Regions from separate parts of the Rattus norvegicus genome. Here all the other regions are linked to region 2. Evidence: chromatin contacts called from public Hi-C data. All regions are on one chromosome and are shown on one strand. The core of a region is the stretch at or near the end of the contact, and the rest is flanking DNA. Distances in the headings are between cores, read along the strand shown. Region 1 has its middle 370 kb from the start of Mid1ip1. Region 2 holds the start of Mid1ip1 (MID1 interacting protein 1). Region 3 overlaps LOC134484143 (a long non-coding RNA gene).

Region 1 (4,586 bases), core at 1,359-3,858, 370 kb after region 2:
AAGTTGAGGAATAAAGATTTTCTCAGTTTCATTTTTGTTGCTGTGATAAAGTAGCTTGACTACAAGCCAATTAGACAAGAAAGGGTTTATTTGGATTCTAGTTCCAGGATAAAGTCAATCACTGAGGGGAAGCCAGGTCAGTACTCAAGCAGATAGTCACATCCCATGCACAGTTAAGAGCAGAAAGAAATTAATGCACCCACTCAGCCTGCTTGCTCTCATCTAGTCTTCTTAGGGATTTCCTAGGGAATGGTGACACTCACTATGGTCTGGGCCCCCCTACATCAATTAATGATCAATGCAGCTTTCCACAGAAATAGCCACAGGCCAACCTGATCTAAATAACTACTCAATCGAAACTCTCTTCCCAGGTACTTCTAGACTGTGGCAAGTTGACATTTAAAACTAACTAGCATAAAAGAGGAAAATAAGATTTTATATGGAAAACCTAGGCTGGGTACCAGAAGCAGAATGCAAAGTGAGTTTGTGTGCAAGTAGTTTTCTAAGAAGTAGTCTCAAGTTTGAGGGTCCAAGGAGAAGAGCAAGCAAATGGAAGCAGCCAGGCAAAGGCACACTCTGGGATTCTCGGCCTCAGCCCCAACCATCTATGCATGAGAAGCTCTGCAGAACAAAATGACCCTTTCCAAGCCAAGCCAGCAGAGGTTTCAGGCTCCTGTCCCTATCAGTCAACCACCATAGGCTGTTTGGGGTAGGTGGGCTCCTGGTCCTTGTAGTTCCCTACATACAAGAGCAAAGTGGTTCTCTTCCCTCAACATGAGTACTGACCTCCTGAGGCCAAACACAGGCAGGTGAAGGAACAGCACACAAAGATATGGGCTGTGTGCCAAAGGGCTGGGGTAGGGGCCAAAAACCTGGATGGAACCACAACCATCAGCCACCAAAATGAGTATTGTCTCGGAGAAAACAGTGATTTTCTGGTCAGGGTTTTGGCCTGGCTCATCCTCTTCCCCCTCTAGCCATCTGCTGCTTCCTCCAGCAATGGGATTTGGAATCCTGAGTCATTGCCTCTTGCTGCCTTTGCTCTGGATTCCCCCTTGCCATGGAAATGGGAATCCAGGATGCGTCTCTCCGTGTGGAGAAGCATACAGTTGTGGGTGGGACAGAGGAAGTGCGGGAGGCAGACTGAGATCTACTCAGACCTGAAGAGGGCTCTGGGTTTCAGCTCAGTATCAATCCCAATGATGTGGTTTCCAAGCTGAGGTAACCATTTATTATATGTACCCCTGGCTCCCTTCTCTAAGGACAGCCACTTGTCAGCAGTTGGAATATTGGCCCTTGCCAGCTGCTTGATATTCTCAGGTCACAGGGATGCCTCGAGGATTCTGGCTGTGGTGGACATAAGACATTATAATCAAGGCGAGTTGTTTTAGCTAAATGACTCTATGCTTGAGCTGCAAACCTGGGCAGGAGTACGGAGGATGCCCTGTTTACCCCTGTAAATGTAGAAATAAACAACCGAAGTGACAGAAACACAAGAGCTTCTTTCTCAAACCAACAAAGTTCTACCCCACCCCACCCCAATCCGGGCCTGGACCTATGCTACAAAAGTGGAGAAAGGCTATAAGCCAGGATCTCAGATTAGCCAGCAACTGAGAGGTTAACTTCTGGCTCAAAGGAAACATTTAAAATCCTAGCTTCAGCCCCTGCCTGCTTTCTGTTCTGGTGGGCCCATGAATGGACTGTACCAGGGATAAAACACAATGCACCTTGCTCCTGCTAATATCCACTCCAGTCCTTAATGCAACAATCATCTTGTTCCTTTCCTCCCACTGCCTTCAAGAAAGGGAGGGAAGCCTGCTTGACTTTGCCCTTGCCTTTCAAGTAGCAAACAAACAAGATAGAAGACAGCTGGGAGTCAGTTCAAAAGCCCACCCCCTTTCTCTCTCTCCCTCCCTGTTTTCTCTCTCTCTCTCTCTCTCTCCCTCTCTCTCTCTCTCTCCCCCCCCCACCTCCCTCCACCCAGTCCATGACAGGGAGTAGGCATCTATGAATCTATGAGTTACCTCGCTGCCACTGGGGGCTAACTTGGAGCTAACTTGTCAAGGTGGTAGCTTCTGATGTGGACCACACAAGCATCGCTCTGCCAACCCCCCTTTGTAGTCCCCTTCTCTTTCTCTGAGGTTTGGCATCTGTCCAATCCCCCAGGAATTCAGCTGATAAATGAATTCATACTCAAAGGTTATTGACTTAATTTGTCACCTCCATCCAAGAGCTATTTGCACTGAAAAGAAATCCACCAGGGAGAGGGCAATGTTTAACTGCAAAGAACACCTTCCTAGTGGTGGGGTTTCCGGCAGCCAGGCTTTTGGGCAGTCTCTTTCCGGTCAAGCCAGAGGTTGATCTCTACTTAACAGATTGGTGCTGTAAGGATATTCTAACTCCAGTTAGCTTGGGGATGACCTGGAGTGTCCGTGTAAGGCTGCAGATTCTTGAACGCCAGAAATTTGATTCCATTTGAATCTGAGCCCAGCAGTCTGCATTTTAATCTACTTATCACTTTCCGGCAAGGTGTCCAGTGGACCCCATTTTAGGAGACTATTTCAGTGCTGTGGTATGTGTTGTGCCGAGGCTGGATGTCCAAGAGCAATGTGTAAGCAGATCTGGTGGCTCCTGAGTCTTGTGGTTTGCAGAATGTCACTTTCTTCCTGAGCTGATACATGATGGTCCTCCCTCTGTGAATGTACCCCTGGGATTTGTCTGTGCATCTAAAGTTTCTTCCACTTGTAAGCAGGCCAGGTGACTAAGTCCACCCTAATGACCTCATCCATTGCCTCACCGAACAGTTGTATTCTGAGGTCATGGGGTTAAGCCTTAAGCACATGAAATTTGGAAGTGGGCAAAATACTGTGTCTAACAGGCATATAGAAAAGAGAGAGAGAGAGAGAGAGAGAGAGAGAGAGAAGAGGGGGAGGAGAGGAGGAGGAGGAGAAGGAGAGGAGAGAGGAGAGAGAGACAGAGAGGGAAAGACATGGAGAGACAGAGACACACAGAGACACACAGAGAAACAGAGGGAGACAGAGACAGAGACAGAGACAGAGACAGAGACAGAGACAGAGAGACAGAGAGACAGACAGACAGACAGACAGACAGACAGACAGACAGAAAAAGAAACAGAGAGACAGAGGCAGAATTTATAAATGGATATCAGGCCACCCACCCAATTCTCCTTTTCTCTCAATACTGCAAGAGAGAAAACATAGGTAGGTTAAAAGGGGGCGGGGGCGGGGGGGCGGAGTAAGGAAAGAAAACAGTTCCTTGCAGAAATCACTGAGCTCTGCACATGATCGGAAGACACCGCGCCCCCTATTGGCGCCCACAGCCCCTGCGTAGGCAACCACCTTGGCTCACCCTCTTAAATTGCCTTGCTTATTTTATCTCCCCGCCCTGCCAGGTTTCTAAACTGCCTTTCTTCTTACAGCTTTGCGGCGGAGAACAGTCCTTGGTGTTAGAGACAGCGTGGCTGCCTGAGGCAGCCCTGGCCTCCACCTTCGAGGATGTTTCTTTCCCCAGAAAAAAGCTCAGCCCCTTCACCCTCCCCATTCATCATCACTATGGGCAATCTAATTACAGCCTTGTCTTAAAAGAGAAACTCATTTACAATTGAGACTTCTTCCTTATGAAAACGTAACATCTTGAACTATGTTTTTATGGCCTCCTTTTACAAAAAAAAAAAAGGAAATTAATTAATTTCCTCGTACACAGGGAAGACTCATGAGGTCTTGGAGGTTGTGGGTGACGCCAAAGAAAGCGCTCTCTCTCTCTCTCTCTCTCTCTCTCTCTCTCTCTCTCTCTCTCTCTCTCTCTGCCTCCCGCTGTGTGACAGTGAAATGCTAAAATGATTTTGGCAGGAGAATATTCTCAAAGGCTGTTCTTATTTCAGCAGCAGCAGCAGCAGCAGAGTATCTGGGAATGCAGGCTGCACCTCTGCCCTGTGGGGCTGTTTCTAATTGCAGGAGGTGAGCCACAGAAATCCTTCCCCTCGTTGGGCCCAGAGAAAGCGGCAAAAAACCTAAGGAAGATAATCGTGTCTGCCACACTCGGCGCTCACCACTTAAAGGAATTAACTTGTTGGAATAAAATATTTCTATGGGTGCAGAAAACTATGCATTAGAATAATGAGGCTGACCCTTTCCTTTTGCGTCGCAATCACAGGGGTTTGTTTCTGCTCTCTCTAATCACAACATGCTATCTTCCTCTTTGCTCACACCTCTGCAGGCAAGACTGGCTGCGAATACTCCAGATTATCACCTTCTCATTTCTTGTGTGAAATAATGGCCCAAGGACGGAAACTGACAAACCTGAATGCGAATTTGGGAAGGCAGCCCTCCTGTTACTTAGGAGAGCTGAAGCACAAAAGTCCTAAAAGCCACATTTCTCCCCTCTTTGTACTACTTAGAAAATGATTTCTGCTTTTCCCAAGTCTGGATTGATGTGCAGTCTTAAAGACAATTGGGATATTGATGTGCTTAATTAAATATCTATAGTATGGAGCAGCAGAATTACCTGGGGATAGCCCCCACGGGTTTCACTCTTGCTGCCACCATTTACTGACTGTGTGATCTTGG
Region 2 (5,002 bases), core at 2,477-4,976:
CAGTGACCGGTATGAGTGAGCAACTCAAGCAAAAGCATGAATGGCTACAAGAACTGAAGATAACTGACTTGTGATATAGTGGACTCGGGAGACCACTGCGATACTCAAACTGCCAGCCTCTGTGTGCTTCAAGGCTTTCTGAAGGGCTCTAAAACCATTGGCCTGATACTGGAGGATGGAAAGCACAAAACGTAGGCAAGGGTGACCACTTGGTGGAGATGTTGTGAGCAATTTCAGTACAATCACAAGGTTGGACTACATGGCCTTTAAAGGGAGAGTGCAATTGTCATATTTCCAGAACGGTTTACATGAAGCTATTGCTTCTAAGTTCTGTATCAGTGTTATCAAGACTCTCCTTTGTCTTGGCTTGGGAGTGATTTCTAGCCTTAAATTCTCACTTTCCGTCCAGCCCCAAGCCAGACCTTTTTATTTCTCCATTCCTCTTTCTTCCACCAGTTCACTTTTGCTCACAACTTTGCTTAGCAATTTCTGTTCGCCTTTAAGATGCCTTGTTCTCCTAAGCCGCCAAGATACGCAACGGGAAGGGTAATTTGTGAATTGACTGGGGGAGGGCTACAGGAGGATGACGAGCCAGCCAAGCATCATTTCCTGGTTACTGATTAAAGAAGGAATTCTAACATTCAGCATTTAAGAGCTTCTCAGTTAGAGCTTAGAAAAAAGTAGAGGGGGTGCAGAATCTCAGATCAGGCTTCTTACAGGAATCTAGCACACTGGTTAGAAAAATAGAGACCAAGGCGCCTTGCCTTAAGCCAGTACTCAAGCCATTTACTCAACTGATGATTACTAGGGTTCTCATTAGGCAAAATGAGTCCTGGACAAGGTTGCTGGGAGCTTTCGGTCATTTCCAGATAGAGATAGGGAAGGTGCAAGGTGCCTGAAGCAACCAGAGAAGTTGCTGGTTTTTTACTGGGCCTGGCCCAACCCGTTTAGTACCCATGTGACCCCCCGGGAATCTTTTTTTTTTTTTTACAGCCTTGCATTAAGAGAAAACTGGCTGCAGGCCGGTTGCCAGGGACGCCTGCCATTAGCTCTTCGGGGCTGGGGTGAAAGAGGACACTTGGGGGGAGGGTTTTGTGGCTTCTGACTGGCTAGGGCCAAAAGTTCATTTGCATAACTCTCTCAGAAGCTTTCCGATTGGCTGGGACAAGAGGGGTGGCGGTGGGGTGATTCCAAGGGCCCGGAGCTCTGGCCTGAGGACCTTTTCGTTCTGGAGTTACCCGATGGGTGTGAGTTATTGTGTGGGCAAGGGGGAGCTGGGAGGCCCGGTTTGGGAAGTTTCGCCGGCAGGTGCATTAGTTTTAAGAAATGTGTAAGACAGAGTTTAAGAAATGTGTAAGAACAGCAAGTGAGAGTCAAGACACTAGAAGATCCAAACAGAAGGAAGGAAACTGATCCAGATGAAGGATGAAGGCCAAAAGGAAGGAGCTAGGGGCTTTCTCCCAGGCTGGGCTAATTTTCAAAGTGGGATGCCTTTGCTAGGCAGTTAGGAGTTTCGTTTTCTGTGAGCCGTTATAGAAAAGAAGGCAGGATTCCAGCATTAATAGCGCAAAGCAATTCCAAGTTTTCATTAGGGTGCATACTTGAAATATTCAGAGGGTCTGGGTCTGAGAAGGGATCAAACTACATTTAAGTTATGAGAAACATCAACTACTGGAAACCAGGTAATAGGTTTTTCCAAAGCTCTCCTCCTTGGATCTCATCTGGCATAAGAATTAAAACAAGTCTGGACTGTTTTATACTTCCCTGTGCAGAAGAAGTGGTAAAGGTGGGGGTGGGGTCCTCTTGGTTCATCTTAGCCTATTTCCCTATTTTTACCCCCTCCCCTCCTTTTTGTTTTCTGTAGCTGAGGACCAAACCCAAGGGCCTTGGCTTGCTAAACAAGCTCTCTACCACTGAGATAAATCCCCAACCCTCTATTTCCCAACTCTTCACATAAAATGCCTCTAGACTATGAGAAAGCCCTAAGTACTTTACAATGTACATGGTGAAGAGTTTTACCGCTGTTATCTCATTGAACCCTAATAGAACCCTGTGTCATGGCCCAAGAAGAAGCTCCTTTTTATTGCTAAAGAAACACTGGAAAGTTTTCTCCCATGGGAGACACTCCATTTGGTTGACAAAGGGTGGGAAAGTTTTCAAGCCTGTGCACAAGAAGAGAAAGGGTGAGATTCTCGTTGTGTTAGGTTTACACAATGCATCTTTCCCATCTGCATTCTTCCCACTGGTCTCCTTAACTCCGCTGGGCATAGAACATTATTTCATGTCTAAAAGAACATGGGACACTGAATCAGAAGGACGAGTAGCTGCCGTTCCAAATCAGGCTGGCTGGAGGGGACCATGTCTCAAAACAAAAATAAATCAATTAAAAAGAAAGCATGGGTTATGATCTAGAACTAGTAAACCAGAAGGGGATTTGCCAGACTAGGTTCTAGGGTTACCAATGGCTTTTCTGTCTGTTATTAGACCTTTTTACCCAGATTCAGCCGTTTCTTCAATATTGGCAATAGACATGGTTTTTGGTAGAGACCTGTCCTTCAAGTAACACATGCATAAGTGTTTCTCCTTGTTTGGGGCACATTTTGTCTTGCAAGGGAATGCCATACTCAAACTTCCCCCAAACACTTTAGTGGAAAGACACTTAAAATTAGAAGCCTGAGTCATTATCTGGAGGAATGTAAGAGTTGACTGGAGGTTGAGGGATGAGGCAAAGGAAATGAGATGGGGGAAAAAAAGAGTCTGGGCTCAGGGGTGGGAATTCTAAAGAGAAGTGTAAAGTGTAAAACTTGAAAGGTACATCCAGGGCTATGGTGCACAGCTTAGGCCTTATTAAGTAACCCTTGCTTAAGAACTATCTTTTGAAAGGAGCACCCAACACACGCTCCAGAAAGTTATTGGGTACACTCCCAATTTTTTTCTTTGAATGATAAGATATACCCAGCACCAGTCCCAACTTCTGGCACCTTCTCCTAGTCTTTGATAGTCAAAAAGCCACAAGGCCCAAGTTCACACTCCAACGCCATGCTCTGATCTCTGGGTGGGGGAACAAATCTGTAGATCAGATGACCAGGGTGCTCTTCATACCTGGCAGCAGTAGTAGGAAAGACTGGGAAAGACCCTGCCAGGAGGGGAGCAAATGCCTCAGTGTTCCCATCCCCCAGCAGCTGACCACGACCTGGACCGTGGAGGGAGCACCGCGTGTCCACGTGCATCCGGCATGTCCGGCTAACTCTTCTTACATAAGATTCCCAGTATGGAGTCAGGGCAGCTGTGAATCCCTCTTACCCGACGTCTAATAATAAATCGAGGCTAAATTTCCGGACGGCAGCCACTCTAGGTTCGGGATTGAGGGGCTCTTTTGCAACCCGGACACACATGCATTCCGGTCATCCCACCCGGGGAGTGCGCGCCAAGCCAGCCCAGCCCGCGCGCGCCAGTCCGCCCTCCGGTTTGGACGGCGGCTCCTTGGGCTCAGTGCCTCACCCTCCCTCCCCCAGCCAGTTTGCTCTGGGTTTGGTGCTGGGGCGCGGCCGCTCCATCCTCCCAGCCCTACCCTGCCTTGCCCGGTTGGGCCGCCCAGCCTTGGCCCGGGTATCAGGCGAGAGGCGGAGCCACCCGGCGTGCCCCGCCCCCGCGGTAGAAAGGGCTGGGCGAGTGTTACTCGCGGTCAGGGCTGGGACCTTTTATCTGTGCTGCTGGAGGAGGTAGGAGGAGGAGACATCAGGGGTGGTCCTGGGGCGCCTGGGACACCTATCCTGGACTATAAATTGAGCACCTGGGATGGGCAGGGGGCCGAAGCAGCCACCATCACCCATACTCACAGTCCGATCAGTGACCGCAGCAGCGCCCTTGGGCAGCCACCGTCAGCAACTCGAGCACTGAGAACCAGGGGATTTCGCAGTGCAAGAGGTGGGTGTCCCCGCCCTTTGGCAGCCCGGGCTAATATGGTTGCTTTCGCTTAGGTTTTAGAAGGGAGAAACCAGAGTCTGGGCTAGGGGGGATTCTTTCTCCTTTTCTCTCAAAGGTCTTCTGCTAGCATTGGAGGAGGTGATACCGGCTGGTCCCGGGGAGCCACCCTGGTGTCCTCTCCGACCAGCAGTGGTCAGGGTGGGAGCATCGCGAGGAAAGGGGTGCTGGACACACGAACCGGGTGGGTAATTTGTTCTTTTCGTCTCTGTCTCCCGAGCAGATCAAGGCTAGACCCAACCACCTACCATCCTCGTGAGCCAAAGCTTAGAGCAGCCGCGCATCAGGAAGGGCTGAACTGAGACAGAAGGAAGAGTTAGAGAGGGCGGAGAAGGATCTGGGAATCCAGTCACACCGGCTTCAAGCAGGCTCCCGGCATTAGCGTTTGAAGGCGGGCATCGCCAGAGGTCTATCTCGGTGTACCAGTGTCCCTGTGTTTCCGCGCCCGCTCGGCCACCATGATGCAAATCTGCGACACATACAACCAGAAGCACTCGCTCTTTAACGCCATGAATCGCTTCATTGGCGCGGTGAACAACATGGACCAGACGGTGATGGTGCCCAGTCTGCTGCGCGATGTACCCCTGTCCGAGCCGGATCTAGACAACGAGGTCAGCGTGGAGGTAGGCGGCAGTGGCAGCTGCCTGGAGGAGCGCACGACCCCGGCCCCAAGCCCGGGCAGCGCCAATGGAAGCTTTTTCGCGCCCTCCCGGGACATGTACAGCCACTACGTGCTGCTCAAGTCCATCCGCAACGATATTGAGTGGGGAGTCCTGCACCAGCCTTCGTCCCCGCCGGCTGGGAGTGAGGAGGGCACCTGGAAGCCCAAGGACATCCTGGTGGGCCTGAGCCACTTGGAGAGCACGGATGCGGGCGAGGAAGATCTGGAGCAGCAGTTCCACTACCACCTGCGCGGGCTGCACACCGTGCTCTCCAAACTCACCCGCAAAGCCAACATCCTTACCAACAGATACAAGCAGGAGATCGGCTTCAGTAATTGGGGCCACTGAGGCGGGGT
Region 3 (4,730 bases), core at 1,403-3,902, 270 kb after region 2:
TCTGCCTCTGCCTCTGCCTCTGCCTCTGCCTCTGCCTCTGCCTCTGCCTCTGCCTCTGCCTCTGCCTCTGCCTCCTCAGTACTGTGGTTAGAGATGTGTGCTGCTGTGTCAGTTTTATGTAGGTGTTCGGATTCTGAATGCAGGTCCTCATGCTTGTGCAGCAGGCACATTACCAACTGGTCTATCTACTCCTCCCCAACCCCTAAGCATCTTTTTACATGGATGTTGGCCATTTTTTGTTTCTTCCTTTGACCATTGTCTATTCATATCATTTACCCATTCATTAATTGGTTGCTTTTTGTTATGGTTTTGTTTGATTGATTGATTGTTATATATGATGGGCATCAACTCTCTCAGATGAAGTGATGGTAAAACCTTCCTTGTGTTAGGTAAGATGTCTCTTCAGTCACTGATTGCTTTCTCTTCCATGCAGAAGTTTTGGATGGAACTTCATTTGTCATCCTGTGCCTTGAGGTCATATCGAAACATCAATGTGCATGTTGGGGTCCTGACATGTTTGCTTTCTGTTTCCTTCTAGGAATTTCCTAGTTTTAGATCTCACATTTAGGCCATTGTTCTCTTTGGAGTTGTTTCTTAAGAGAGTGAGGGATGGCCTCAAGTGGCAACTTTTTGCATATGGATATGCAATTTTCCCAGCACCATGTATTAAGAAGGTTACCCCTCTCTTTAGTGTATGTTTTTGGCATCATTGTCAAAACTCAGATGACTGTAGCCATAAGAGTTTGTTTCTGTGAGATCTATTAGATCCTGTTCGTCTGTGTGTTTATTGTTGTACCAGGATCAGGCTGTCTGAGTTACTATGGCTCTCAAGTATGTCTTGAAATCGTGTATTGGAATGCCTCTGTTTTTTGTACTTTTTGGCTGTTGGGGTCTCCTGGGCTTCTGTGTGATTTCATTGTGCTGTACTATTATCTAGAAGGGGTTATGGTTGGTACCTCTCATGAGGCTCTGAACACATATTGGTTCACACATTATTCCCTACAGTCCTTTTTATTATATGCTTTCAGGGCTTCACTAAGTATCCCTCTTGGCCAGGAGACTGGACTTCTTTCCTTACAACATAGCACTCCAGGCCTCCAGCACTAGTACTGGGGTATCAGTTTTACTGACTTTGTCACATTGTAGCAGCTACAGTGAAGCCACAGTTTTGACCAGTTTCAGTAGTAAAGGCCAGAGATTATTCCTCAACACTGAGAAAAGGCTGTAGTATTGATAAGCTCGTAAGAACATACTGTTGCAGACACCTTTAGAAAACAAAGTCCGCCAGCGATTACCTTGGACTACGATTATAACTGGCGCATATCTGTGTCCCTGGGGTCAAGTATTCAATTGCAATTTTCTTAATAGACTTATTTGGGGAGGAAATGAAACTTGAAAATTTCGGGACTTCCATTCTGCAGGTGCACTTAATAAGACAGTAAGCAAACAAATTGAAGGAAGACACAAATCAACCCGATTTTATTGTTTACAATAATGAAAGGCTGAATTTATAGAGTATTTACATCTCATTATGAACCTGAAGAGCATTTTACAATTTCACTTATTTTATCACCTTGCCTGCCTTTTAATTTTGAAGTAACTGTGCATCATAGACAGAAATGCACCTAAAGCCATTTTCACTCTGCACAATATAAAACTCCTTTTTCTTGCCTTCCCTCACAGTGCTGTTATTAAAAATGGAATAGTGTATGAACGTTAAAGGGAAGTAGGAACATTTATGCTATCACAACTCATGGGCACTGTAAAAATCCACCATCATCATAACTAATGTTGATAGGGCACTTACTGTCTTCTTTGGCTGAGTACAGTTTAAGAGTTTCACAATATTTTCCAGCTCATGGCCTGATGAAAGAACATCTAATCCTGGGAACTTGGATACTTGGATCTAGAACAGTGATTGTCAACCTTCCTAATGTTGCAACCCTTTAATGGTTCCTCATGTTGTGGTGACCCCCAGCCATATTTTTGTTGCTACTTAAAAACTGTAATTGTGTGACTGTTTTGAATCCTAATGTAAATATCTGGGTTTTCCGAGTGGTCCTATGAAAGGGCCATTTAATCCCCTGAGAGTTTGTAACCAATAGGTTGAGAAATACTGATTTAAGACAGTATCCAATGGAACTTAGTATATTATAGTGAAAATTCATGCCAATTTTACTTTTTCTTCCAGAAAGCATCACTTTCATGGTTTTAATATAGAAAGGGGGCATTTCACATACTATTGCTTATACCAAATGGCCTTATATAGCATATGGTTTAAGCTCACTGCACAGACTCTCGTTTCTGTTTAAGAGACAATGAACGGTTTGTTCTCAGTCCTCATTGTTCTGTCTATGGCTTTCCTAACATGTTCTTTCTTCCTTAGGAAAACATATCATAATACAAGACAAAAATAAGAATCACCTATTTAGCATAAAGTTAAATTTTATAATTTATATATTTTTATTATACTCATTAACACACATTAGCTGTAGAAATCAAAGAGGTTTGTTTTGACATTCCCAAACATGTCTCCCAGGTGTTCCTGTCCACCTGCCTCCTCTCCTCTCCATGCCTCCTCCCCTTACAATGTCTATCTTTCAAAATGCTTCCTAACTTCAGTCCTTGACTATCATTAACTATTTACTCGAGACACACCTCAGTGATTGCGATGTCCTAGAATGGTCTGAATAATTCTGTTAAGAACTGCTAGGATTAGTGGACTAGTCCAAGGTCATCTGGTTAATTAATAACAGTGCTCTGGTATTCAAACTCTAATTTTGAACTCTTGTGTTTTCTGAGCTACATTTTAGTCATGAAAAGTAACAGGACCTCACATACATACTAAGTCTGGGAACCCAAGGTAGATGTAAAATAACTACTCTAGCAACTTAGGCTGCATTATTTACACATTAAATTTCTTATATTTAGTCCTGAAAGCATGGCAAGAATAATATGGTCCTACTAAGACAGGCTCATAAACCCCACCACCACCACCAATCAACATTTGTGATGTTTGTCCTCCCATAAAATTCTGCAATAGTGCTACTTTATGTTGGACAACATACTCTATATGACCTATTTGTAGTAATTCAACTCTACTGAGAAGATGAAATAGAAATGTTCTATCATTGATCTTGCAAACTCAAGTGTGTGAAAATCAGTTGGACTATAGTCCCGTAGCTGGTTTCTGGACCTTAGAGCATTATAGACTCCAGTACTACAACTTTATGGCATTTCAGTTAGGAGAAACACATCATACAGAGGCAAGAGTGTCCAGGCTTCATGATTATTTTTCATCCATTTTGTTGTAACCAGAAACAACCCTTTTATCTGACAGGCTTAGGCCTGTTCTTGAATGGACTTCCGTTCTTGTCTTATGGGGAATGCCTTCATGGAAGATTCTATTTACCTGCATAAGATCTTGCTTCTTTTAGAGACTAAAAGTTGAATAGTATACTCACCTACATGCTCATGCTACTGTGCTGTCAAGTACCCACATCACGTGCATGCATGTGCACGCGCACGCACACACACACACACACACACACACACACACACACACACACCACTAATCTGGGAAATTCTTAGCTTTTATTAATATAATGTACTGGTGGAGATGATGGATGTCATTCTTGTGTAATCACCATCAGCATCTAACTACTAACTTTGGTCCTCTATTAGAGATTGTCACACTGGAAAATAAAAAAGGGTTTAGGAGAGAGATGCAGATTCTGGGACGGATTAATGAAAGTAGTGCACTGTATTCACTTAAGCCCATCAAAACAAACTGTGGAATAGGTGCCCCTTGGGCATCATCATAGTTAAAATTTGCTGACAAATATTTTGGCCCGAGTTTCATGAATCTGGAGATGCTTCAAACACCTGAAAGCCCTGGGCCTATGTTTTTCTTCCTCATTCTCCATAATTGACCTAGCAGATCCATTTCCCAGCCTGAGCCTTGGTCTCTCATATTTCCTGGAGCGTGAGACTAGATGATCTCTTAAAGACTTCTCTATACTCTGACACCATGGTTTCATGAACCTGGGGTTCTTCAAAGTGAACCAGGTCGCTGTGCTTTTCAAGCACAATTGCCTAGCAAAGTCTTCTGTGAACTATTTCTGTAATTGGGAAATAGACTCATATGGAAAGTGTCCTAGGCTTTATTTATCGAATAGAGACCTGTGCAAAATTCTCAAACCCTGAGCCATTGGATGCATGCCCCTCGATAAGACGAATGCAGAAAGAAAATGGCACTTCCACAGCCTGCAAGAAATGCACATATATAAAAGAATAGAAGCAAACCCTGGTTTATGAAAGCTTTCCCCATAGGAAGTAAATATGAGAGAAACCACTGTGCGGAGTTAAAGGCTAAATAGATGCCTTCTTGGAACAGGTTTCATTGGAATTATCAATAGAGCAAGAAAATAATGCAATGGGTTCCTAAGAAGACCTGTTCAACTTGTCCCTGCATCTTAAGTCCCTGGACTACCTGGCTCAACTACTGCTCAGTGCTGGAACTCTGGCAGATGAGGACAACCATGTATAAAGCAAGGGGAAAGGGCTTGCTCCACTTTTGAGTAAACTGACCTAGGTCAACAAGGTTTTCGTAACTCCCGGAGAAAATCCAGGCCCAGTCATTTCTTCAGGAAGTCTGAACTTTTAGATAAAGAAAAGGATTTCTATTCTCAGTTAAGATCCCTATCCTTTAATCATCAAACCCACACAGA

The links. A called contact is a pair of places that touch in the nucleus more often than the background predicts.
Region 1: a Hi-C map of psoas muscle shows a contact between it and region 2, with 2.1 times the contacts expected there. The contact joins the enhancer-like site here to the promoter of Mid1ip1 in region 2. A contact is called at or near these places in 2 of 12 Hi-C or Micro-C datasets (Schwann cells and psoas muscle) and 1 of 1 datasets of contacts at active chromatin or transcription factors (oligodendrocytes).
Region 3: a contact with region 2 is called in a Hi-C map of kidney, with 2.3 times the contacts expected there. The contact joins the enhancer-like site here to the promoter of Mid1ip1 in region 2. A contact is called at or near these places in 2 of 12 Hi-C or Micro-C datasets (kidney and liver).

What each region holds. Positions count from the first base shown.
Region 1 is chrX:14,367,418-14,372,003 of GRCr8, reverse strand. No RefSeq gene overlaps it. Among named protein-coding and RNA genes, the nearest start is that of Mid1ip1, 370 kb to the left of the region's middle. Within about 2 kb of position 2,608, at least 2 of the 93 cell types and tissues checked have an H3K27ac peak or open chromatin away from gene starts, as enhancers often do.
Region 2 is chrX:14,734,444-14,739,445 of GRCr8, reverse strand. It overlaps Mid1ip1 (MID1 interacting protein 1), which reads left to right and starts at 3,726. Exons shown (of 2, transcript NM_206950.1): 1 at 3,726-3,927; 2 at 4,208-5,002. The coding sequence starts at 4,443. The coding sequence ends at 4,994. The region is part of intron 1 of LOC120099251 (a long non-coding RNA gene); the gene reads right to left.
Region 3 is chrX:14,465,638-14,470,367 of GRCr8, reverse strand. LOC134484143 (a long non-coding RNA gene) reads right to left here. Exons shown (of 2, transcript XR_010061550.1): 2 at 1,452-4,730. Among named protein-coding and RNA genes, the nearest start is that of Mid1ip1, 270 kb to the left of the region's middle. Within about 2 kb of position 2,652, at least 1 of the 93 cell types and tissues checked has an H3K27ac peak or open chromatin away from gene starts, as enhancers often do. A contact at or near this core is called in kidney, where this site is marked.